Regions from separate parts of the Mus musculus genome. Here regions 2, 3, 4, 5, 6 and 7 are each linked to region 1. A link is a contact called in public ChIA-PET, HiCAR-type, HiChIP or PLAC-seq and capture Hi-C data. All regions are on one chromosome and are shown on one strand. Each heading gives the region's core, a stretch centred on a gene start, on an enhancer-like site or on the middle of the called end of the contact. The rest is flanking DNA. Distances are from core to core; before and after follow the strand shown. Region 1 holds the start of Inpp5d (inositol polyphosphate-5-phosphatase D). Region 2 holds the start of Eif4e2 (eukaryotic translation initiation factor 4E member 2). Region 3 holds the start of Usp40 (ubiquitin specific peptidase 40). Region 4 has its middle 18 kb from the start of Efhd1. Region 5 holds the start of Efhd1 (EF hand domain containing 1). Region 6 overlaps Usp40 (ubiquitin specific peptidase 40). Region 7 overlaps Dgkd (diacylglycerol kinase, delta).

What was found. ChIA-PET counts read pairs in DNA pulled down with a chosen protein or histone mark. HiCAR-type assays count read pairs that join an accessible place to other places. HiChIP or PLAC-seq counts read pairs in DNA pulled down with a chosen protein or histone mark. Capture Hi-C pulls out chosen DNA fragments and counts their contacts.
Region 2: an RNA polymerase II ChIA-PET map of memory CD8 T cells shows a contact between it and region 1, with 69 read pairs. The contact joins the promoter of Eif4e2 here to the promoter of Inpp5d in region 1. A contact is called at or near these places in 2 of 39 promoter capture datasets (liver and pre-B cells), 8 of 115 datasets of contacts at active chromatin or transcription factors (the HPC-7 cell line, acute myeloid leukemia, double positive thymocytes and 5 more) and 1 of 9 other capture datasets (macrophages).
Region 3: a contact with region 1 is called in a capture Hi-C map of macrophages, with 3 times the contacts expected there. The contact joins the promoter of Usp40 here to the promoter of Inpp5d in region 1. A contact is called at or near these places in 2 of 39 promoter capture datasets (hippocampal neurons and pre-B cells), 5 of 115 datasets of contacts at active chromatin or transcription factors (double positive thymocytes, memory CD8 T cells, pro-B cells and 2 more) and 2 of 9 other capture datasets (liver and macrophages).
Region 4: a contact with region 1 is called in an H3K27ac HiChIP or PLAC-seq map of double positive thymocytes, with 3 times the contacts expected there. The contact joins the enhancer-like site here to the promoter of Inpp5d in region 1. A contact is called at or near these places in 2 of 484 Hi-C or Micro-C datasets (both in embryonic stem cells) and 6 of 115 datasets of contacts at active chromatin or transcription factors (the 230-238 cell line, double positive thymocytes, embryonic stem cells and 3 more).
Region 5: a HiCAR-type map of astrocytes shows a contact between it and region 1, with 2.1 times the contacts expected there. The contact joins the promoter of Efhd1 here to the promoter of Inpp5d in region 1. A contact is called at or near these places in 3 of 115 datasets of contacts at active chromatin or transcription factors (astrocytes, pancreatic cancer cells and pro-B cells) and 1 of 9 other capture datasets (macrophages).
Region 6: a contact with region 1 is called in an H3K4me3 HiChIP or PLAC-seq map of fetal liver, with 4 times the contacts expected there. The contact joins the enhancer-like site here to the promoter of Inpp5d in region 1. A contact is called at or near these places in 1 of 484 Hi-C or Micro-C datasets (the G1E-ER4 cell line), 4 of 115 datasets of contacts at active chromatin or transcription factors (acute myeloid leukemia, double positive thymocytes, extraembryonic endoderm stem cells and 1 more) and 2 of 9 other capture datasets (adipose tissue and liver).
Region 7: a contact with region 1 is called in an H3K27ac HiChIP or PLAC-seq map of regulatory T cell precursor, with 9 times the contacts expected there. The contact joins the enhancer-like site here to the promoter of Inpp5d in region 1. A contact is called at or near these places in 1 of 39 promoter capture datasets (pre-B cells), 2 of 484 Hi-C or Micro-C datasets (the G1E-ER4 cell line and embryonic stem cells), 8 of 115 datasets of contacts at active chromatin or transcription factors (acute myeloid leukemia, bone marrow-derived macrophages, double positive thymocytes and 5 more) and 3 of 9 other capture datasets (adipose tissue, liver and macrophages).

What each region holds. Positions count from the first base shown.
Region 1 is chr1:87,618,815-87,621,724 of GRCm38.p6, reverse strand. It overlaps Inpp5d (inositol polyphosphate-5-phosphatase D), which reads right to left and starts at 1,413. Exons shown (of 27, transcript NM_010566.3): 1 at 1,094-1,413. The coding sequence starts at 1,236.
Region 2 is chr1:87,212,414-87,215,323 of GRCm38.p6, reverse strand. Eif4e2 (eukaryotic translation initiation factor 4E member 2) reads right to left here and starts at 1,410. Exons shown (of 7, transcript NM_001039170.1): 1 at 1,305-1,410. The coding sequence starts at 1,324.
Region 3 is chr1:88,007,166-88,010,075 of GRCm38.p6, reverse strand. Usp40 (ubiquitin specific peptidase 40) reads left to right here and starts at 1,525. Exons shown (of 32, transcript NM_001198573.1): 1 at 1,525-1,638; 2 at 2,634-2,851. The coding sequence starts at 2,653.
Region 4 is chr1:87,244,985-87,247,894 of GRCm38.p6, reverse strand. No RefSeq gene overlaps it. Among named protein-coding and RNA genes, the nearest start is that of Efhd1, 18 kb to the left of the region's middle. Within about 2 kb of position 1,529, at least 38 of the 459 cell types and tissues checked have an H3K27ac peak or open chromatin away from gene starts, as enhancers often do. A contact at or near this core is called in double positive thymocytes, where this site is marked.
Region 5 is chr1:87,262,896-87,265,805 of GRCm38.p6, reverse strand. Efhd1 (EF hand domain containing 1) reads right to left here and starts at 1,453. Exons shown (of 4, transcript NM_028889.3): 1 at 1,052-1,453. The coding sequence starts at 1,356.
Region 6 is chr1:87,959,432-87,962,341 of GRCm38.p6, reverse strand. It overlaps Usp40 (ubiquitin specific peptidase 40), which reads left to right. Exons shown (of 32, transcript NM_001198573.1): 24 at 2,479-2,553. Among named protein-coding and RNA genes, the nearest start is that of Usp40, 48 kb to the left of the region's middle. Within about 2 kb of position 1,446, at least 104 of the 459 cell types and tissues checked have an H3K27ac peak or open chromatin away from gene starts, as enhancers often do. A contact at or near this core is called in the G1E-ER4 cell line, acute myeloid leukemia, adipose tissue and 2 more, where this site is marked.
Region 7 is chr1:87,933,822-87,936,731 of GRCm38.p6, reverse strand. It overlaps Dgkd (diacylglycerol kinase, delta), which reads right to left. Exons shown (of 30, transcript NM_177646.3): 20 at 2,530-2,626; 21 at 2,231-2,338; 22 at 1,281-1,394; 23 at 314-448. Among named protein-coding and RNA genes, the nearest start is that of Usp40, 73 kb to the left of the region's middle. Within about 2 kb of position 1,506, at least 63 of the 459 cell types and tissues checked have an H3K27ac peak or open chromatin away from gene starts, as enhancers often do. A contact at or near this core is called in the G1E-ER4 cell line, bone marrow-derived macrophages, double positive thymocytes and 3 more, where this site is marked.

The sequences.
Region 1 (2,910 bases), core at 164-2,663:
GGTCTAGGTGTTCATAGAACCCACACTCCTGGCTCTCTTGAAGATGAAACTAGCCAACAAATGCCTAGCACAGCAGGTCCCAACATGAGTCAGAGCTCAGAACAGTCTGTGGTCAGTCACCCACTTCCCTCCTGCATGAAGATTGGGGGGGGGGCAGCTAGCTGCTCTGAAAGATCTTTCTCTCAGTCCAGGGACAATCTATCAGATGGTACCTGTGCTGTTCAAGTAGGCACACCCTTCCTGACAGTGTTCCTGCCCTGCTCCAGCCTGAAGCCTGGACAGGGTCTGACCACAGGACTATAGGGGTGGCGGCCTTCCTCAGAAGACGCTAGACGGACGGAGTGTTAAAAAGGAACCTTCAGCAAGTGGCTGTTTCCTCTGTTGTTAGGATAACCAGCATATTCAGCAACATCTTCACACTGGGCTGTGGGGGGGTACCAACGGGGGCAGAGACCTGGATAGGGAGGGACATAGCTGAGTGCAAGGAGGGACAGAGACCTACTCAGAGAGCAGCTCTGTGGCTTCCTGTGTCCTTGCAGCCTAGAGTAAAATGTGTACACGAGGAATCCTATCCTGATTAAATGCACCCCGGACTCAGCTCCCCAAATAGAATTAGCTCTAAGACCACATACTAGCAGGGTGGAGGAGGGGACCCTTTTGCCAAGGTTGCCCTTCACTGAGTCCCTGACTGACGCTTGAGCTGACCAAAATGCATTCCAATACACCCTCCACCAGAGAGGCCTGAGTTTCTTCCTGACTCTGTCCCTGCTCCTGCCACAGGAACTCACGGAGACCCCTGGCACCACAGGTCATGGAGGGCTGCAGTATAGGGGAGGCCCAGAGTCACTCAGAGAGCCCTAGCACCACACAAGCCTGTCATGACACAGGCTCCCTGAACTCGAACGCCAAGGTCCAAAGTGGGCCTCAGATGCTGCCCCCCCTTCTCCCCTCCCCACAGGGCAACGAAGTGCCAGTCACGTCCCACCATCCTATGACATAAACCTAACTCAAACTCCCATTACAGGGGTTCCCCCTTTGGATCCACACCTCAGTGGTCCCTGGATCTGACAGTTGGGAGGAGACGGGTACTCACAGCACGCAGAGTGCGTAGGCCCGGGGGATGGACTCGCTGGCACGCACAAGGAAGCTCCCGTCCTTGCCGGCTCTGGAAAGTAGCTCCTCTGCCTTGGAGCGGGTGATGTTGCCATGGTTCCACCCAGGGACCATGGCAGGCATGGGTCTCCTGGACTGGGTCAGCAGCCACTCCCAGGACGGACACTCCAGCAAAGTAGTTCAGGGCCCTCTCTAGGCTGAGACCTGCCGCCTGTTGCCTCTCAGAAATTGCCTCTGCTGCTCCTACCAGCTTAACTGACTGACTTCCTGTTTCAGGCACTCAGCGAGGGAGAGGAAACTGAGCTGCACAGAACTTCCTCATTATAGAAACCAAGTGGGGGGGGGGCATCATCTACCTTCCCACCCAGCCAGCACTGGCTGCCTGCTCCACCCTCTCACTCACTGGCTCTCTATTTCCCCTGAATGGGACCTAACCTCCAGAAGCGTCCATTATCAGCCGAAGTTCCACACGAGGGACGCAAGGGCTCTTTTAGCGTCAGGTTTCATGGCTGACTTCTCAAGCCTGGCCCAACATTTGTGAATAGGCCAAAGGCATGGCTCTCAGAAACCTTTGCTGATGTCCACAAGGGTGGTCACAGTTTTCCCCAGCGCCACCCAGCATACTTGTGATGGTGAGCTTTAACTGTCAACTTGACACAACATAGGATTGCCCAGGAAGAGAATCTCCATGAGGGAACGTCTGCATTGGGCTAGCCTGTGGATACATCTGTAGGGGTTGTTTTAATGAAGCTAGTTGATGTCAGAAGACCCAGCCCACTGTGAGCAACACTATTCCCTAGCTAAAACAGTCTGGTTTGGCCCCTCTGGACCTCTGCTGGGCACCTGGGGCTCACGGAAGGGCTTACATGTCCCTATGGTGCAAGCTGGCCACTTTGGTGATATATGTTACCGCGTTCTGCACTGCAGAAGCCCAAATGGCCAGTCAGGCTATTCCCTCTGTGGCTAGACATGGCTATGTTTGCTCACCCCTTAAAGGTCACCGTTCAGTACTAGCTGAGTTCTGCAGGTACTAAGGTAGCCACTGTCCCTTTGATCCCAGAGCTGGGTGACCTTGTTCCTCAGGCCAGGCCCACCAAGGGAAGTGCTGGCTTACGGCAGAAGTGGTGATTGTTCACTCCTTCATCTGAACCTTGTCACGTTAGATGTGACAACAGACCTAAGCCAGGCACCCCCCTACACACACATGCACGCACATACTGGAGCTTGGTTGAGCTTATCGCTCTCAGCCTCAGTTTTCTTTAGACTGCAGGGTGTAATTCAGAAAGGAGCTCTGGTGTGTGGAGGACATGGGAGCTGTGTTGATGTCATCCATGGCAGGAGCTTGGGGCCTGCAGGGCACAGCTGGTGGGAAATCTGAGAGTGGGTAGAGTACTCCAGCCAGGTCCTGAGCCAGAGGGAGGGGACATGGTCTCGACAAGAGCTCACGTCTACATTCTGATTTTGCCACCTGGAGGCTGAAGATGTTAACTCTAACTCTACAAGGGACCCTTCATGGAGTCCTCTCAAGTTCACAGTACCCCATGCAGCCCTCCTTAGGAAATCTCTGTCTAACACATTGTCTTAGTCAGGGTTTCTATTCCTGCACAAACATCATGACCAAGAAGCAAGTTGGGGAGGAAAGGGTTTATTCGGCTTACACTTCCATACTGCTGTTCATCACCAAAGGAAGTCAGGACTGGAACTCAAGCAGGTCAGGAAGCAGGAGCTGATGCAGAGGCCATGGAGGGATGTTCTTCATTGGCTTGCCTCACCTGGCTTGCTCAGCCTGCTCTCTTA
Region 2 (2,910 bases), core at 161-2,660, 410 kb after region 1:
AGGAAGGGCTGCAGGTATGAAGCTAGGTATTGCAGGGCCTATGACAGGAGACCAATGGATCTCTATCCTGCTGGACTCTGCTAATAAGCAAGGTGGAGAAGACATCAGGTCTTTTCTCAAGAAGCAGAGCTCACTCAGCCACCATGAAAACCTAAGGAAGAGCTGGCTGTACAACTGGAATCCCCATCCCAGTACTTCCTGAGTCTGCACCTCTGAACTCACTGTATTGAAAACCTGCAGCTTCACCACCTATCAGTGAGTCCACTTTCCCTTCACAGCTCATGCTCAGCATTTTACACAGTACCTCTAAGTATTGCAGAGCGTGATGTGGTCCTTCCGGTCCTAACCACTACAGAGGTGAGATCGATGGCTCAGACTGGAGGACTTTTGTACTGTCAAACAGCTGGTGGGCTTAAAACTAAAAATGTAGGCCTTTGAATGATAAACCAGATTTGATCACTACAAACCATAGAGAGGAGGGAGCACTGCAATCTACCCAGGGATACAATTCTTGTGAAACACTAACTTAAGTGGGGCTAGATGAAAACGAAAATTACTTTTAAATGCTAAAAGATTTAATCGTTAGGAGGGGAATGTTCTCACCCCCCCATCCCCCACCCCAACACATATTTCTTCTCTGTACTTCCCAACTGTTCGCTGCGGGAATTGGAGATGAATGCAGGGGTGGGCAGCCACTAAGAGTTGAAAGACAGGGACGGGGTGGGGGATGAAGGGAGGGTGGTGGTCGGGGAGGAAGCAGGAAGAATCTCAGATGAAAAGCATTCCGTACTCGAGAGGCCACAGTACTCAGCGCGGCTGCCCCATTACCTCATCGCAGCTGCCCAACTCTACGACACGGGCTCTGTTACCGTCCCCGCTTGCAGAAGACAAAATCGAGGCTCGGAAGGGAGAGGTGACCTTCCCAGGACGCCGAGCGAGTGCGGGAGGGAAGCCGCGTTCAGAGAGAAGGCAGCAAGGCTGCGGAAACACCCGAAGCGCTGAGGTCCCGCCCCTCCACGCCGCCGGCAGCCCGCACCCACCAGGGCGGGGCGTCCGAAAATCTCCTTCCGGGCGGCGCGGCCTCCCCTCCCCCGGCCCGTGCCGCGCCGGGGTCCAGCGGCTCAGGGGTCCCGGCGACCTCGGCCGCGCTCTCCCGGCCCCGTCGGGCCCGCGGGCGCAGGAAGGCTCGGGCTGCGGCGGCCCGGGAGCGAGCGGCTCGGCTGAGGGCGCGCCCGGCCCCGGCGGGAGCGGTCCCGGGGGACGGTTGGGGGAAGGGGCCCCGGGGTCGGCCACGCGCCACTCACGCGTCGAACTTGTTGTTCATCCTCTTGCCGCCGCTGTCGCCACTGCCTCACGGAGTGACTTCCGCTCTACCGGGTCCCATCGCTAAGGGCCCGGCTACTTCCGGTTGGCTGGCGAGGCGCTCAGCGGAACGTCAGTGCTCAGGCCTTGGGCGGGGCCTCTTTCCCGGACGGGTGGCCCGGGACGACAGCGCTTGTTCCGACCGGGGCTGTCTTGGTGTGGCTGCTTGCACTGAGCATTGTCTACGCAGGCTGCCGGCCATCCACTTTAACCTCCCCGTGGATTCCAGGGGGAAAATGTCAGGCATAGTAACCTTTAGTAAATGGTATTCTCTGGCAGTTGATCCTTTGCTCTTGGTGTTTGGAGAGGACGAGAGAGCACTACAAACAAACTTGCAATTCTGGCTCTTGGGAAATGGCAGCAGGAAGATCCAGACCTGCCTAACCAACATAGTGAGTTCGAGGACAGCCTGGGATACATTAAGACCTTCCCTATATATTGGGTGAAGTGGGGGGTGGGGGGAGTCGAACCAGGGTGACAAACTTACTGAGGACCGAGATGGTCTCACTCATCATTGCCTCCTCAACTGAAGTCATTGTCCCCACACTCCTAAGGACTGTCCAAAACCACATCACATACACAGGAATAAATTCCCTAGTTGGTGATGTAACTCCAGAGCTATGAGGCACGCATTTTCCTGACCCATCTGCTGAACATATTACATTGTTAGATGTTTATTTTTAATCACCAGAGAGGAGGGGTAGAAATTGATGTTCGTGCCTGTATTTACAGGTGAGGAAAGTGTCCCAGGACTGGCCCGTGGTTGTCCCCTGGTCACTCAGCAAGGTCACGCTTTTTCTCCTCAGGAAGACCTCAGGGGATCATCCTATTGCCTGGCATGTAAGGGAGGCTGAGGAAGCTCTCCTGTCACACCCAGCCCAGTGGCTTTGGGCCTAGCCTTGCAAGTACTCTGGCTTTTGAGAAGAGAGAGGACGAAAGGAATTTGCAGGGCTAGGAGTCTTTCTTACAGTGTCTGAGATTGGATCAGAGATGGAAATTTGAACCCTATAAAGGAGTGTTCTAGAGAGTTCCTCTTACTCTGGACCCCAGCTTGCTCATGTGAAATGTGGGTCAGGTGAACAGGGCCTTTTTTTTTTTTTTCCGAGACACGGTTTCTCTGTGTAGCCCTGGCTGTCCTGGAACTCACTCTGTAGACCAGGCTGGCCTCGAACTCAGAAATTCACCTGCCTCTGCCTCCCAAGTGCTGGGATTAAAGGCGTGTGCCACCACTGCCTGGCTTTGTTTGTTTTTTATTTTATTTTATTTTATTTTATTTTGAACAGTGCCTCTTGACTATCCATACTGTGAAGAATTTCTAACAATGGGGGGGGGGGAGATAGTAAAACTCAAGAAATCCTTTGTGATCAGTGGGGGTGGGAGGAAGTATTACATTAGACGAATGGGACGTACTGCTGAAGGTACACATTTGTGCTGTGGCATCTAGAAGAACCTTGCTAGTTAAAATGGGTTACACTTTTAAAAATTCTAGACCTCATAAAAGCCAAGACTCTGTACTTAGATCCCACACCCCTATCTCCATAAAAAAAA
Region 3 (2,910 bases), core at 276-2,775, 390 kb before region 1:
GATAAGATAACTTTGGGGTATGGCCACTTGCAGTAAGTTGACCCCAGAGAGAGAAGGAGAACGTAGACAGGTGGTAGAATGGAACTATGAGTCAGAACATAACAAAGAGGCCAGGCTGTCCTAGGTTGCTTTCTATTGCAGTGATGAACACCACCAGTAAAAGCAACGTGGGGAGAAAAGGGTTCATTTCAGACAGCTCACAGTTCATCACGAACTCAAGGCAGGGCAGCAACTCAAGGCAGGGACTAGAGGCAGAACCTGAAGTGGAGGCCATGGAGAAACCCTGCTCTCTGGCTTGTTCCCTCTGGGTCACTCAGTTTGTTTTTTATACAACCCAGGTCCACCTTCCCAAGGTTGGCACCACCCATAGTGGGCTGGGTCCTCCCACATTAATCATTCATCAAGAAAATGTCCCCACACTTGCCTCCAGGCCAATCTTATAGAGGTATTCTCTCAGCATCTGTTCCCTCTTTCCATGTGACCCTAGCTTGTGTCCCGTTTACAAACAAAACAAAATAAAGTACAAAAACAAACAACCTACCAAGAAAAAAAAAAAGTAATCAAAACCTAACTAACAAGCACATGGGTGTAAGGGGATATAGCTGCCCAGAGGGAAGCCACCTATGCCTGTGGATCTTGGCTTACAGTGTTGAGTTTTGGTCAGGGAATAAAAGTTTAAGGTATAGCTGTGATTTTTAAATAGGAGGATAAAGTACCATAAGACAGAAAGAGATATGGCCAGGAAAGCAAAGTGAAGGGGAGGTTGCTAAAAAGCAAAGTGGTCCTCCACCTGGAGTACTGAGAGCTGTGTACTCTCCCAGTCCATTTCCTGGCCCAGACCCCTTATTCCTAGCCAATGGTCATCTCCAGTCCTTTCCTCCCAACACTTCCTCAGCGTTCTAGCCACACCAGCCTCCCTCAAATGTTCCAAAGACAAATCCCTTGGACTGATGGTCACTTGGACTCTGCCACCCTCAACCCCCATCACCCTCCATCTTTATTCCTGTTCTCCATCTCTTAAACTCTCAGCTGAAATAAAAATTAGATTTCACCTGTTTCCTTCATTCACATCCTGATAGAGGTTGGAGGAGACGAGGGAGATACAAATGGGGTCTGTGCAAAGGATGGGAAGTAACCTATCCGAAGAGCTCCAGCAGGACAGACAGTTTTGTGTGCATACATGCTTGCATGGTTATATATAAACTACTTAAGGTGGATTGAAGGCGATGTAAGAAGGTTCACAGAACGTAGAGCATTTTCACAAGTTTTGTATCAGAGATATACTTTGAAGAGGAAAAACTGTTTTAAGGTTCTTTTGTTATCCTAGAGCAGAGACTATATAAATACATACTCCACTTAAATGGTGAAAGCTCTAACAGAATGTGGCTCCAACGCTTTTTGCAGGCAGCAATAAATACAAATTTTAACTTGTAAGCCGTCTGGAAAAAGAGCAGTATAACTACCCATAAATCTCCGCGTGGCGCGACGCACCCTGGGAAGTGTAGTCGCATCTGGGGTGGGGGTGGGTGGTTGGAAATCACTTTCCAGAGACACGGCCTCCTCGGCATGGCGGTGCCCGTTCGGAGCGAGTTCGTTTACTCTGTGCTGTGGCCGGGGCGGGGGTCTGGGCTATAGGCAGTAAGTGGGGCTGGGGAACTGGGCGCAGGGAGGGACGAGGGCAGCGTAGGGACGACGCCGGCGGCCTGGGGAGAGACGCCGGGCCTCTGCTGGCAGCGCGTCAGGGGTCGGGCCGCGGGGACGCGCGCCTGGTCGCGCTCCTGGGCGCTGGGCGGCTTGGTGGGCGGCAAGGCCTCTGGAGCGGCGTGACGGGAAGCCAGCCCGCGAGCTAGCTCGAGGCCTGCCTCGCGAGTTCCATTTCTTGAGCTTTTGTTCAGAGGACTGTGTTGGGAAGGAAGAAAACTGCATTTTGGCCATTCCTATCACTTAAGAGAGTGTTCTCAGCGTTTTACCCCAAATGTCCCTTCCCCACACAAGAAACAGAACAGATTCCCGCAGGTCCCCACTTCTGCAGTTGGATTCCTGGGTATGTTTTGGAAGGCCATTGGACTCCATGGCTCTAATGACCAGAGTTTTTCTTCCTCAAGGTACTTACTCCTGGCTCTCTAGTTTAGGGCCAAAGTGCTGAAACTACTGTCAAGATTAATGTGATAGGGTTAAGTCACTGAAACGCTGTGATCTGGTACTGTGTATGAAGGGATGGGGGAAGCTGAGATTTCATAATTGATGAAGGCTCCTCCCCTTCTCTCCCCCCCCCCCTCATTTAGTGATGTGGAATCCAAGAATAGTTATCGGTTCTTGTGGGTCAAGCCCTTTGTACTCAGTAACCTTTCTTTTGTCATGTGACTGGTTTAATTTACCTATGAAAAATACGCAGCCCCATTTTACATAGAAGTAAATGTTAGCTAAAATAACTTGTCCAGGATCACACAGGTTAATCAGGACCCCGTGTAGGTAGGAAAGACAAGTCAGGTCTCGCTTTCTCCAAAACACAAACTACTGTGTTTTCTGAAGAACGATTTAACAAAACAGCTACGCTCGAATAATAAGAGAAAATTGGGGGTGGAGGTACATTTAAAGAATGGAAACATTTATGTAACATATTTTCTTTAAAGGATAGCGTTTAGTTCCACCATGTTTGGGAACCTATTTGAAGAGGATTATTCCAGTGTGTCAAGTAGTCAGTATGGAAGAGGGAAGAAATTAAAGACTAAAGGTTTGGAGCCGCCTGCCCCTAGAGAATTCACCAATTTAAGTGGAATCAGAAATCAGGGTGGAACCTGTTACCTCAGCTCCCTTCTTCAGACGCTTCATTTCACACCTGAATTCAGAGGTATGCTATGTGACATGCATTTGAATAATATGTACCGTGGGCTTTATATGTAATTAGTT
Region 4 (2,910 bases), core at 280-2,779, 370 kb after region 1:
AAATTGGGGGTGGGGGCTGGAGAGACGGCCGGTGGGTTAGGTGTATTCTTCCAGCACCCACATCGGGCTGCTCACAACCATAACCTCAGCTCTGGGGAATTCGACGCTCTCTTCGGGCTTTCTCAGGGACCTGGACACATAGAACATATATGCACAGGGACACACAAGCAAAATTAAATCTTTAAAAAATAAATCATCTCTAACTGGGTGGTGGTGGTACACGCCTTTAATCTTAGCATTTGGGAGGCAAAGGCAGGCTGATATCTCTGAGTTCAAGGCCAGCCTCGTCTACAGATCTAGTTCCAGGGCAGCGAGGTTTCCACAGGGAAACTATGTCTTGAAAAACCTTCATGGTCGTTGTTGTGGTCATCATCATCTCTAATATTTAATGGCACAGATTCAGTCATATCCATGTCCTAAGGGTCCGACCAATGTTCAGTCCTATCCATTTGCTAGTATCGCGATAATGAGATGTTTGAATGCGTCACTGCACTTCCTGCTTTTTTTGGGGGGAGGGGGTTCAAGACAGGGTTTCTCTGTTTAGTCCTGGCTATCCTGGAACTCACTTTGTAGACCGGGCTGGCCTCGAACTCAGAAATCCTCCTGCCTCTGCCTCCCGAGTGCTGGGACTAAAGGCATGCGCTACCATGCCCAGCCTCCTGCTTTTCTTCTTGAAGTTCCCTCCAATCACTTTCCTTTTCTATAATCTGCAAAGGAGGTTTTTTCCTCTCTTTTACCCAGGTAATTGCAAAATTACTCTACTGTTTCCTTTCATGTAAATAAGCAAACAAAACAAAACTCGGGGTGCTGGGGTGTCATTTGTAATAAAGCATTTGCCTGGCATGACTGAACCTCTGGGTTTGCCTCCCAGCGCCTCAAAAGAACATTGAACTAATGTTATTTTTTAATTAGCAAAGCCAAAAATACCTTCCAAAGTGGTGGCATAGGGGAGAGGGAGAGGGAGAGGGAGAGGGAGAGGGAGGGGGAGGGGGAGGGGGAGGGGGAGGGGGAGGGGGAGGAGGAGGGGGAGAGGGAAGAGGGAAGAGGGAAGAGGGAGAGGGAGAGGGAGGAGAGGGAAGAGGGAGAGGGAGGGAGGAGAGGGAAGAGGGAGAGGGAGGGAGGAGAGGGAAGAGGGAGAGGGAGGGAGGAGAGGGAAGAGGGAGAGGGAAAGAAAGAGGAGGAGGAGGAGGAGGAGGATCAAGGGGAAGAGGAGAGAAGATTGTGATAGGTCCTGCTTCTGTGAGAATGGAGAGAGCTGGAGTTCCCCTGCTTTAAGGAAAGGGGTCGGCATGGATGCCCAGGGCCATACCCTGCCCTTCATTTCTCCAGGAGACCCGGCTTGGGACGCAGAGGATTAAGGTGAGGAAGCCACCTTTTTCCTTGGACAGGTAAGATCCATGTCACTATGCTCGTCGGGAGGGTCGCAGGCTATCTAGATTTCGTGTTTCATTCTCTCTAGGAGACTGACCTGCACAGACAGAGCAAACCCACTACCCTGCGGGAACTGGGGTCCTGGAGTGCCCCCTAGTGGAAGCAGCTGGGCATAACCGTGCACCCAGTGGAGACAGGACCAAAACCAACCTGGACAGCAGTATTGACCAAGGGCTTTAAAGAGCACAGGCTGCACTTTGCATTTTGTGCCCCGGGAACGACTCACATTGAAGACGATGTCTTCTGCGCCACAGTTCCTGACCTGACGAAAGACTGCGGAGAGCAGCTGCTGAATGATTTGTTCCCGCAGCTAATGAGCTTCCGGCTGGCGTACTGTATGCTTCCTTCACCTAAGACTGAACCAGGTGCTACTTCCTCTCGGAGATTCAAGAGCACACCAGGCCCCAGTTTATATTCTCTAAGAGAGACGATTTTAAGGACTCACACAAATTCAGCATGCACTGCAATAAATGGCAAGGAGGGGCTGGTGAGATGGCTCAGTGGGTAAGAGCACCCGACTGCTCTTCCGAAGGTCTGGAGTTCAAATCCCAGCAACCTTACATGGTGGCTCACAACCATCTGTAACAAGATCTGACGCCCTCTTCTGGAGTGTCTGAAGACAGCTACAGTGTACTGACATATAATAAATAAATAAATCTAAAAAAATAAATAAATAAATAAATAAATAAATAAATAAATGGCAAGGAAGGAAAAACAAAACAAAACAAAAAACAAGGCAGCAAGAACGTTTCACAGGAGGCCAGGGAGGACTTTCTGGAGGTGACACTGGAAATGGCAAAGGGGCCTGGTGTGGTAAGATAAGGTCACTTTGCAGGGCTGATCTACTCTTGGGGGCCACTGGCCACAGCTCACTGCTAGGTGGGAACAGGAAGGGGGCAACAGCAAGGAGACAAAAAGAGGGATTTTAGTTCCAATCTTCACTAGGGAATGTTAGTTGGAAACTCATTTAAAATGGAAATTTGGAGTCTTTGCCCTTGTTGAGCCTATTTATAGTGTCTGTTCTTCAGACTAAGGCATTCTCTGCTTCCTCCTCCTATGTCAAGGAATTTTTATTGGGTACCAAACACTGTGAAATTTATGGTTTTGGCAGGTGGACTATGCCATGTGCCTTTAAAGAGCATCGGAGCTTTTATGGCAAGCTGAACTCTCAATTGGAAACTTCTCTAGTCTTTTGAAGACTTGTATTCAAGCCTTGAAGAACAGGCCAGGCAAGGCCTTCTCTTCTTGGCTAACGTCACCTCACTTTCAAGGTGTGGCACCAGGAACTGGCCCCCATCTCTGCAGTTAAATCAAGACTGACTCTGGCCACTGGGAACTCGAGCACTTCTCCACTCCTGTGAACACTACAGTTGGTCTTCCCTTGCTCGTGACCCTTGTTGCCAAGGTCTTCTCTCCTCCCAGGAGCTGGGATGTTGAAGCAGGAGGATCACCGAGCGTTCAAGGACAGCCTTGTCTACA
Region 5 (2,910 bases), core at 204-2,703, 360 kb after region 1:
GGTGGAGGGAGAGAACTGATTCTCACAACGTGTCCTCTGACCTCCACGAATGTGCCATGACACTTCCTCATGCATACACACTCACCGTAAATAAATACATGCGGTTTTTCGTTCTGTTTTGTTTTGAGACAATGTCACTATGCAGCCATGGCTGGCCTCGGATTCAGAGATTACCTCTGCTTCCCAAAACCAAATGTTGGGATTAGACGAGAATGTCACCACATCTCGCTTAGAAAGAAAAGTAACGGGGGAGGGAGGGGAAAAAGCAGCAAGAGTCATTACTGCTTTCCCTCTTCAAGTGGGGAAATGAGGCCAAAGAGACCTCTCACGTGACAGGCCACCTACTGGGTCTTTGCATGACCTCCTCTTCTGAGGGGTGATGAGGCTCCAGCAGCACCCTAGTGACTAGTGGCAGGCACCAGTTCCCAGCCAGAGGCATCTGCCATTCACCGGTTAGAAGAGTAACTGACTAGGCGACGCTCCCAGGAGGCTCCTGCGCCAGCCACTCCCCCCACCCCTCACCCCCCGCCCGCCCGCACTGGTCTAGGGACGCCTATGTGTCTTTCGAGTTTAAAGCAACCTTGTTCTCAGCCTTCCTTCATTTCTCGCATCCCTTACTGAAGACGTGTGTCAACTGTTTCCTTTGTTTTATAAGATAAAAGACAATCCAGCTAATTTCTCCCTTGAGGGATAAAATTAAGGCTGGCAGGTGAGGTGCGCCCCGGGCTCGCTTCCTAGAAGTTGCTCCGGGAGCAAATCTCTGGATCTGTGGGTGGAGGAGGGTGCGGGACCCGCCCTGGGGAGTAGGAGACTCAGGGAGGGGGCTTTTGAGTAGGACCCTCTGAGCTCCGCCGGGGTCAGATCCCCAGCCTGACGAGGTTCCCCATGGCGCGCAATGAACTTGATGCGCACGATCTGGCTGCACTTGGCCAGATGCTCAGTGCACTCCTGAACGCCTGCACCTCCTTCCTCACTGTCCCACTCGCTGCGCGGCCACCCCGTGCCCTGTCTCGGATCCCCCGTTCTTCGGGGGCGCAGGACGAGCGCTCACGTTTTGAACATCTTCTCCAGATCCTTCAGGAGGCGGCGGCTGAACTCCGGGAACTCGGTGTAGGGATTGAAGACCTTAGAGCGGCCCGGCCGCGCTGTACCCTGGTGGATGTCCAGCCTGCGGCTCAGCTTGAGGTTCAGTTCGGAGTCCGCGCTGGCTGTGGGCGCCCGGGCAGGCGGTTCAGGCTCCGGGTGCCCGGCTGGGGCATCGCAGGGTGCAGGCTGGGGGTCGCCCTGGTCGGTCTCTGCCCGCACCTCAAGTCTCAACCGGCGCTGCAGCTTGCAGGCCAGCTCCTCGCTGGACATGATGGCGGGTTGTGGTGATGGAACTGAGGTTCGCGATCCGGTACGGGGACAGAGAGTTGTGCGCTCTTTGCGGGCTCGTGGCTTTCTGACGCTCGGTGGAATCGCTCGGGGCCCGGCGGTTGAAAAGAACCGTGGGTAGGCGGGGCGGGCGGGGCGGAGCTGCGGCTTTAAGGAGGCGCGGGTGCAGTAGGACTATCTACTGGACAGGGGACAAGGGAGTGTCTGCGCGTCCTAGGGGTCGCGTTTGCCTAAACCTCTCATAAGCTGAGACTTGATGCTAATCCGTCCCCCAGTCCAGACATGGACCCTGAAATCAACTCTTGCTCTTGCCGCCAGAATCCGCCCTTTGGGAACTGGTGATCCCCAGGGAATTGGTTGCAAACACTGGGGAGTTAAGTCTGGCAACCGTTCAGGCAGTTCCATTCTCTTCCAAAGCGCTCCAACCAGGGAGCTCGCGGCCTAGGACCCTCTGAGATGGGAGAATTAAGCGTGCCTGGTAACACACCCACGTGTGTAGCGAGCAGTCGTCGCCCTAAGGCCCTGGAGTAGGAGATGCTCCTGGCAGTACGAAGGTGCCTTTCATATACCATTGAAATGTTTCCACAACAATCTAAAAATACTAGACATAAATAAAGTGAGAAAAATCTCCTGATTCCCGGGAAAAAAAAAGGGGGGGGGTTGTCTTGTTAAGGGACCAAATGTGGCAAGTATCTTGGCTGTATGGCTTTTTTTTTGTTTGTTTTGTTTTTTTAATGTGAGAGCCACCACTGCGGAGAGTGGGGTTAGAAAAGGCTTGAAAATAAGGCAACTTTTGAAACAGGAGATTGAAGTAAAAACAAGTAGAGCCGCCGTCATTCTCCCTAAGGAAGGATGTGGTGCAAATGAGGGTTCCCTCAGCCAAACATGGAGAAGCAGCTGTAAACACAATAGTGGCTGCACTGGGGACCAGCTTTGCTCCACTTGTTTTGGGCCACAGACTGGGGAGTGTGTGTGATGAGCCCGGTGGTGTGCACCGCTGAAAGGCATGAGTTGGTTGCCTGCACATCTTAGGGGGCCACAGGGAAAAATCAGAGCCATTGCGTGCTCTCATGAAAACGTAATTCGATTAGAATTCGAATAGCTGGGTGTTGGGGTACACGCCTATAACTCCAGCACTCAGAAGGCTTAGACAAGAGAATTCCAGGGTAGGAAGCCAGCCTGGGGTTCACAGCAAGACCCGCTGCTTCGCTGCTTCGGAACAAAGCAAACAAGAAATTAACACAAGAAATTAACGGGGGAAGGGTTAGGGGGAAGGGGGAGCTGGGGGGGGGAGCTCAGAGGGCTTAGCATAAAAGAGGCATAAAAGAGTTCAATCCCTAGCATCCACAAAGTAAAACACACCTTTTAAAAAGTGGTTCAAGAAAATAAGTCATTAAAAATAAAGGTACTTTTGGTGTGCATGGTGGCTCATATAAGCCTGTGATTCTACTTGGAAGGTTGGGGCAGGACTCCGACTCTAGCAGCTTGGACTGTATGTCTATATTTACACAGTAAGACCCTCTGCCTCAAAGATCA
Region 6 (2,910 bases), core at 197-2,696, 340 kb before region 1:
TGTGCCTAGCAGGCATGTGGTGTCTAAAGGACAACTTCATGCAGTCAGTTCTCTCATTCTGCCTTTATGTTGTGGGTCCAAGTTCTCCTGGCTTGGTAGCAAGCTCCCCTACCCACTGAGCCATCTTGCCAGCCCATCCCTTCTACATTTTACTCTTAAAAAATGGTTAAGCTTATTCCATAGTTTCATACACAATTCCCTCTTCCCATTGTAGGAGCAATTCTAAAATAAAGAAAAGTTTTATTCTTTCTTAGCATACAAAAAAACTCTATAAATGTGTCTATTTATGTTCACTTTTTCCCACTGGTTTTCTGATAAATGGCAAGTGTGGGCTAGGTAGGAACAGTCTGACATGAGTGGCAAACCCCTCTGGTGGGCAGGAAAGCTTGAGTAGTAGTTCAACAAGCAGAGAATTTCAGAGAGCAGATGGCACAAGGATGCCGGAAAGCTTTTGAAGACATTTGAACTCCAACCTCCAAATACTTTGATCACAAATGTTTCTGTAAGTAAATGTCTCTACATGGTCCAGCAGCAGGAAAGATTCTGTCTAAGCAGTTGGAATCCATGTAGTCTGTTGGTTGGTCTTAAATTGCATCAGACCTCCTTATCTACACTCAGCAGGTAGCCAAATGAAGCTCTGGCATCTTAGATAGCTGTGGTCAGCACTCTTCCCCGCCTACATTCCTGCTGTCTTGGAGTCAGCACACTGGCCCTGTGTGCCTTCCCCCTGTCTGTCTAGGGATCAGCAGTGGTTTATGTTTTTAAAAAGGCACAACTGGGCTTGCACTGAGACACTTTACCAGTCAGTAAAGTCCACTGAGCACCCAAGAGAGTAAGAAGCAGGTCTCAGAGAATTCTGAGGTGTTAAAATTAGGTAGCCTCTTAGTAGTCTGTGGGTCCGAGTTCTACCCCACAGTTGGGGTCTGTAAATACCACTCCGGCAGACAAAACAGGAGGGAACTAGGCTACATTGGGGGAAGCAGAAGGCAGAAGGCAGCTTAAGATGTGGGGCCCAAGTGAGAAACAGCACAGGCTGAGGTGAAGAAGGCAGGGTTTCACAAACTCCCAGTGTCCAGTCACCACTAGGAACCATATAGAGTTGGGAATGAGGGGGCCACCCAGGCTGGCCATGGGAGTGGGGAAAACTCCAGCTTAGCTCAGGGGTGAGTTTTGTGTCCGAAGGGCAGAAGGAGCCTTCTGCAGGAGACTTAAGCAGCATGGTTCTGTATGATGAAGGCTTCCCCCACAGCAGTTCTTGATGAGAGAGGCAGTCTTTTTCCAAACTGTTTATTCATTGTTCATCTTGGAAAATTGGTCCCTATGACTTAGTCAGGGTGGGCCAGAGATTAAAGGGGGTGTCTGGGAGGGGAAGCTTATTGGCTGGCCCATCTAGATAACTCATTAGCATGGAGAACTCTGTTCTGTGCTAAGTGACTAGTGGTCACAATCCTCATGTGCGGTGTCACGGTCACATGTTCCAGTACAGTAGCCAGGTTTGAGAGTAAATGGCGTGTATACCATTCTCAGATACGAGAAGTAAGGATTTCTGAATCTGCTCAACCATTCCAATTTTTGTCTGGTGACACAACTTGCCCCACAACTGTCTGTTTTTCCAGAGACAGGCTATTACAACAAACTGATGCTGGCCTCAGACTTCCTCCCTCCTGTCTCTGCCTTTCAAGTGCTGGGATTACAGGCATCCACCACCATGCCTGGGTATTTTCTTCATAATCAGTCCCCAAATCAGTATTAGACAGTTCATCTCAAAGCTCATAGTTTTCAAAGCTGAAGTCCCTTTCAAACTTGGCAGTCTCTTCTTTGTCTTTCTTAGATTTGGTCCTGGCCTTTCTACTCTCCTTGCCCCTTTCTACTGCCAGAGTACCACGCACTGCTTGACCTTGAGAGCTGTTTCCTCTGAACTAAATTACTTCTCAGCTTTCCTGGCCTGGCAAGTGGTCCCCACATAGCCCCTCATACATAGCCCAAACCATCTTCAGTGGTCATTTCTGTCCTGCACCCCAGGCAGTGCTCACTCTCTGCCGTGCTTCACGTCCAGCTGCCTGCCACCCGATGCTGTGCACTCGGGCCTTCCTGCCTCTCAGCTCTTGACTGTTGTCAGCCCTGACTTTCCCTTTGTTCCTCTTTTTATCTCCACCCCCAACTCCTATCCCCTGACAAAGTTCTTTATCTTATTTCCTCTAGTTTCCAAACCCAGCCATTTTTTCCAAGAATCACTGACATCTTACATTCCACAAATTGTTGTCTCTTTCCTCAGATCCTTTGTGGCTCTTCTGTTCTGTGCCCATAGCTTAAGACATAATGGTATTCTGATTCATAGTCTTAGTTTTATCTCCTTTGTCTTCAGTGTCTGCTTGGTTGTTTATCTCTTGAGAAGATAATAGAAGTATAAAACTTTTAAAGATCCAATGGTCTCTTTGTTCATTTCAGAAGTGACAAAAAGAATTTCTGTGTTCCCAGGATGCAACACTGAAAGAGCTTATGATACGTTCTGGGGATACTTTGCTTTTAACTGAAGGGAAACTTCCTCCTCCGGTAAGATACTGTTTCTAAATGGCCGTTTTGTAAGTAAGTTACTGTTTTCTGATTACTATGATAATAGGGAATGAGAAAATATAGGCAGTCATTACAAAAAAAAAAAAAATAGACAGCTTTGCAAAAAAGCTTATCAGTCAAGCAGATTTCCTTCCTAATTTCTAAATAAAATTAAAATAGCTATACGTAAAATATAATTAAAATCATTATATATTATATATATATATATGTGATTAAATTAAAATTATATTTAAAATCAGTGATATAGAGAATGTTATGTCTTCCATTTTTATATTTAACTTATTTTTGAGACGGGTTTTCACTATATACTCTTGGCTGGCCTGGAACTTGCTGAAT
Region 7 (2,910 bases), core at 257-2,756, 310 kb before region 1:
AGAGTCAGACTTCTTCCTGTGCCCTCTAGAGGGCGAGCACACCATCTGCCCACAGCAAGGTAAAAGCTATGTATGTTAGTTTAACTTTGTGCCTTTTAGAACATGTCTCACTATATAACCTTAACTGGTCTCCTGCCTCTAGATTATTGAGACTACAGGGCACACCACTATGTCAGCTAATCTCTGTATGGTGAAGAGAAATCCAAGAACAAAGATGAAACCCTTTTGCCTCTTTTATGAATGTACAGGTGAGCCCATGAGTAAGCCACTGGTAACCCAGACCCCACCAGGCCTCGATGGCAATTGCTCTTACCCTGTCTCTGGTCAATGTCTGCGCCCTGTTCTTGTGCACGATCCGAATGTACCCAGGTGGCTGGATCCAGGCTTCCCCATCCACCTGCACAGGCACGCCTTCATCCCCCAGGATGGAGATCTTCACTGTGCGACACTTAAACAGATGCCAGACTGTTATTCCCGTGCCAGGAGATTTAAAGCACCCACAGGCCTTGCTGCTCTGAGTGTCTGCACTCCCACTCCTTACCCACAGCCATTTACTTGGCCTCCTTTTCTAGCCTCTGCTCTGTTGCCCCCTCTGCCCCTACTGTTCCCTCCCCACACATCTGGGATAGGTATAACCAGAAGATCTTGGGTACAGATACGGATATCAGGCTAAAGGGGTCAAAGAGTCATGGTCCTTGCCAGATGTAAACATCCCTGGGCAGAGCAAAATCTAACATCAGATGATAAAGCTTCTGCAACTCTTTACAAAAATGTGCACAAAAACAAAAAGGTAAACTTTAAACAGCTGAGTGTTGGGGACCAAGAGAATGCAGGAAGACCCAACAGATCTTATCAGCACTGCACTGTATGTACAGTTACTCCTTCCCTGCACCCCCAAAGTGGGTGGACCTGTACCAGCTCTTCAGTGCTGTCAGAATTAAAGCCAAGAGCCCTGACCTAACTGCCCTCTCTAGCTAACCTCAGAGCTGTCTGTCAAGCCCCGGTGGGCTTAGTCATCGCCACAGACAGATCCATGTCCAAGGTGCACTGCTTCTTGCAGCAGACCAGGCTCATCTGGGCCTTTTCTACCTCAGCAAGACTCAGAGCACTCAGTGGGAGAGGGAGGCAGAGTGGGGCTGCCTCTAAGGTCCTAGTTAGGCATCTCTCTTGGGTCTCTACTGTGAGCAAATCCAAGCATCCTAGGCCAAACCCTGCCTCTCCAAACAGGGATGAGTCCTAGAAGGGGGTGGGCTAGACCTATCGAACAGCATGGCCAGTACCTGGGCAATCCGATGATGCTGTAGCTTAATTACACGAGACACAGCCATCTGCATGCTGCCGAACACAGCAACCACCTCCAGAATCTTATCATCGAATGATGGAGCTGCAAAAGTCTGAAAGGGCCAGCATGAAAGCTGTCTGCCTCACTTCCCCAAACGCGTCTCCCTCTTGCTCTGCTTCCTGTTCTGGGGGTTCTGGTGAGACAGACAAGCCCACACCCACACATGGTACAGTGATGGTGGTAAATGAAGTGCAGGGTTGGGTATCTGTTACCCAGAAGCCCAATGCCTGAGACTAGCCCTCAAACGTGCTATTTATTAGACATGAGCCCTCAGGCAAGTTAGTCATGTCCTCCGTCCTTCAGAGGGAGATGACACTGCTTGCTCCTTAGGAGGGGGAGGTATATAAAATGAACGTGCAAACAGGTTCCAGGTACTTAGAACAGTGGCCTACAAATAAGTCTGCAGTAAGTGCCAAGCTGGCTTTTTAATTACATGCAAACCTTGGTTAAAGCCCGTCAATATCTTCCTATGTTCTTGACATAAACTCCAGACTCCTGCCTTTGGCTTCTACTGCCTCATACAATGCAGGCCCTACAGGCATCTCCCTCCTCCATGCACATATTCCACACTGCACTTGGGGAACTGTTCTCTATATACTTTGCCCCTTCTTGCTTCTGAGCTTCCACATCTCCTTTCTTCTGCCAAAACAGGATACTCTCCATCTAGTGCCTGCCAATTCGGACAATTTAAGTTCTCCTTCAAGTCTCAGCTGCTTCTCACTTGATCTTGTGCTAGACCTGCCTTCTAGACACCAGGCCGATTGGTGAGGGAACCTGTCTATCTGGTCCTCCACCATGCCCACTGTTAGGACCAAGGAGATATCCCATCTAGTCATGCCTCACTGACCTTGCTAAGCCCAGCCCACCCACCTCAAACCCCATACGTACATCATCTTCCTTGGTGCCCCCCCAGAAGTTGGTCCCTCCAGCATAGCTGGGAATGTTGAGGACAGCAATTCCTTGAAGACTCGGGAGGGGAATAGGGCGGCCATCACACTGCGCCGCAGAAAGGCAGATGGAGAGAAAAGAGCAGTACTCAGTATGTGCCAGTTCTTCCTAGCACCAATTTAATATGCTGGGCCTGTGGCAAGGCAAGGCTCCTCAGGGACGATCAGGCAAGGCTCAGTAGAACTCATCTCTAACCAAGGTTGGGAGGTCACCCACCAGGCCAGGAGGCTACCACTCACCTCCAGCAGGACCTTTTGTTCCAGGTTCCTGTAGGTTCTGTGCAGCAGCTCTTTGGTGCCAAGGACACCATACCACATCATGTTCTTAGTCCTACTCCTAGAAACAGAAGTGCCACCTTGGACAGGGCTCTCTTACAATAACCTGAGTTACTGTTATGAAGCCTGGGGACTTGTGCGACCTCAAAAGGCAGCCTGGTTTCTAATTGAGCTAGATTTAAACCCCAGATACCCAGCAAGGGACAGAAGTCGCTTGTCTGCCACACTTCTAGACACCAGGGTCCTGATATGAGGCCTTAGCTCTCCATAATTATGTGACCATCAACCTGACCCATAGATCACATAGCCTCAAGACAGAGCTCCATTTAAATGAGGTACCTAAAG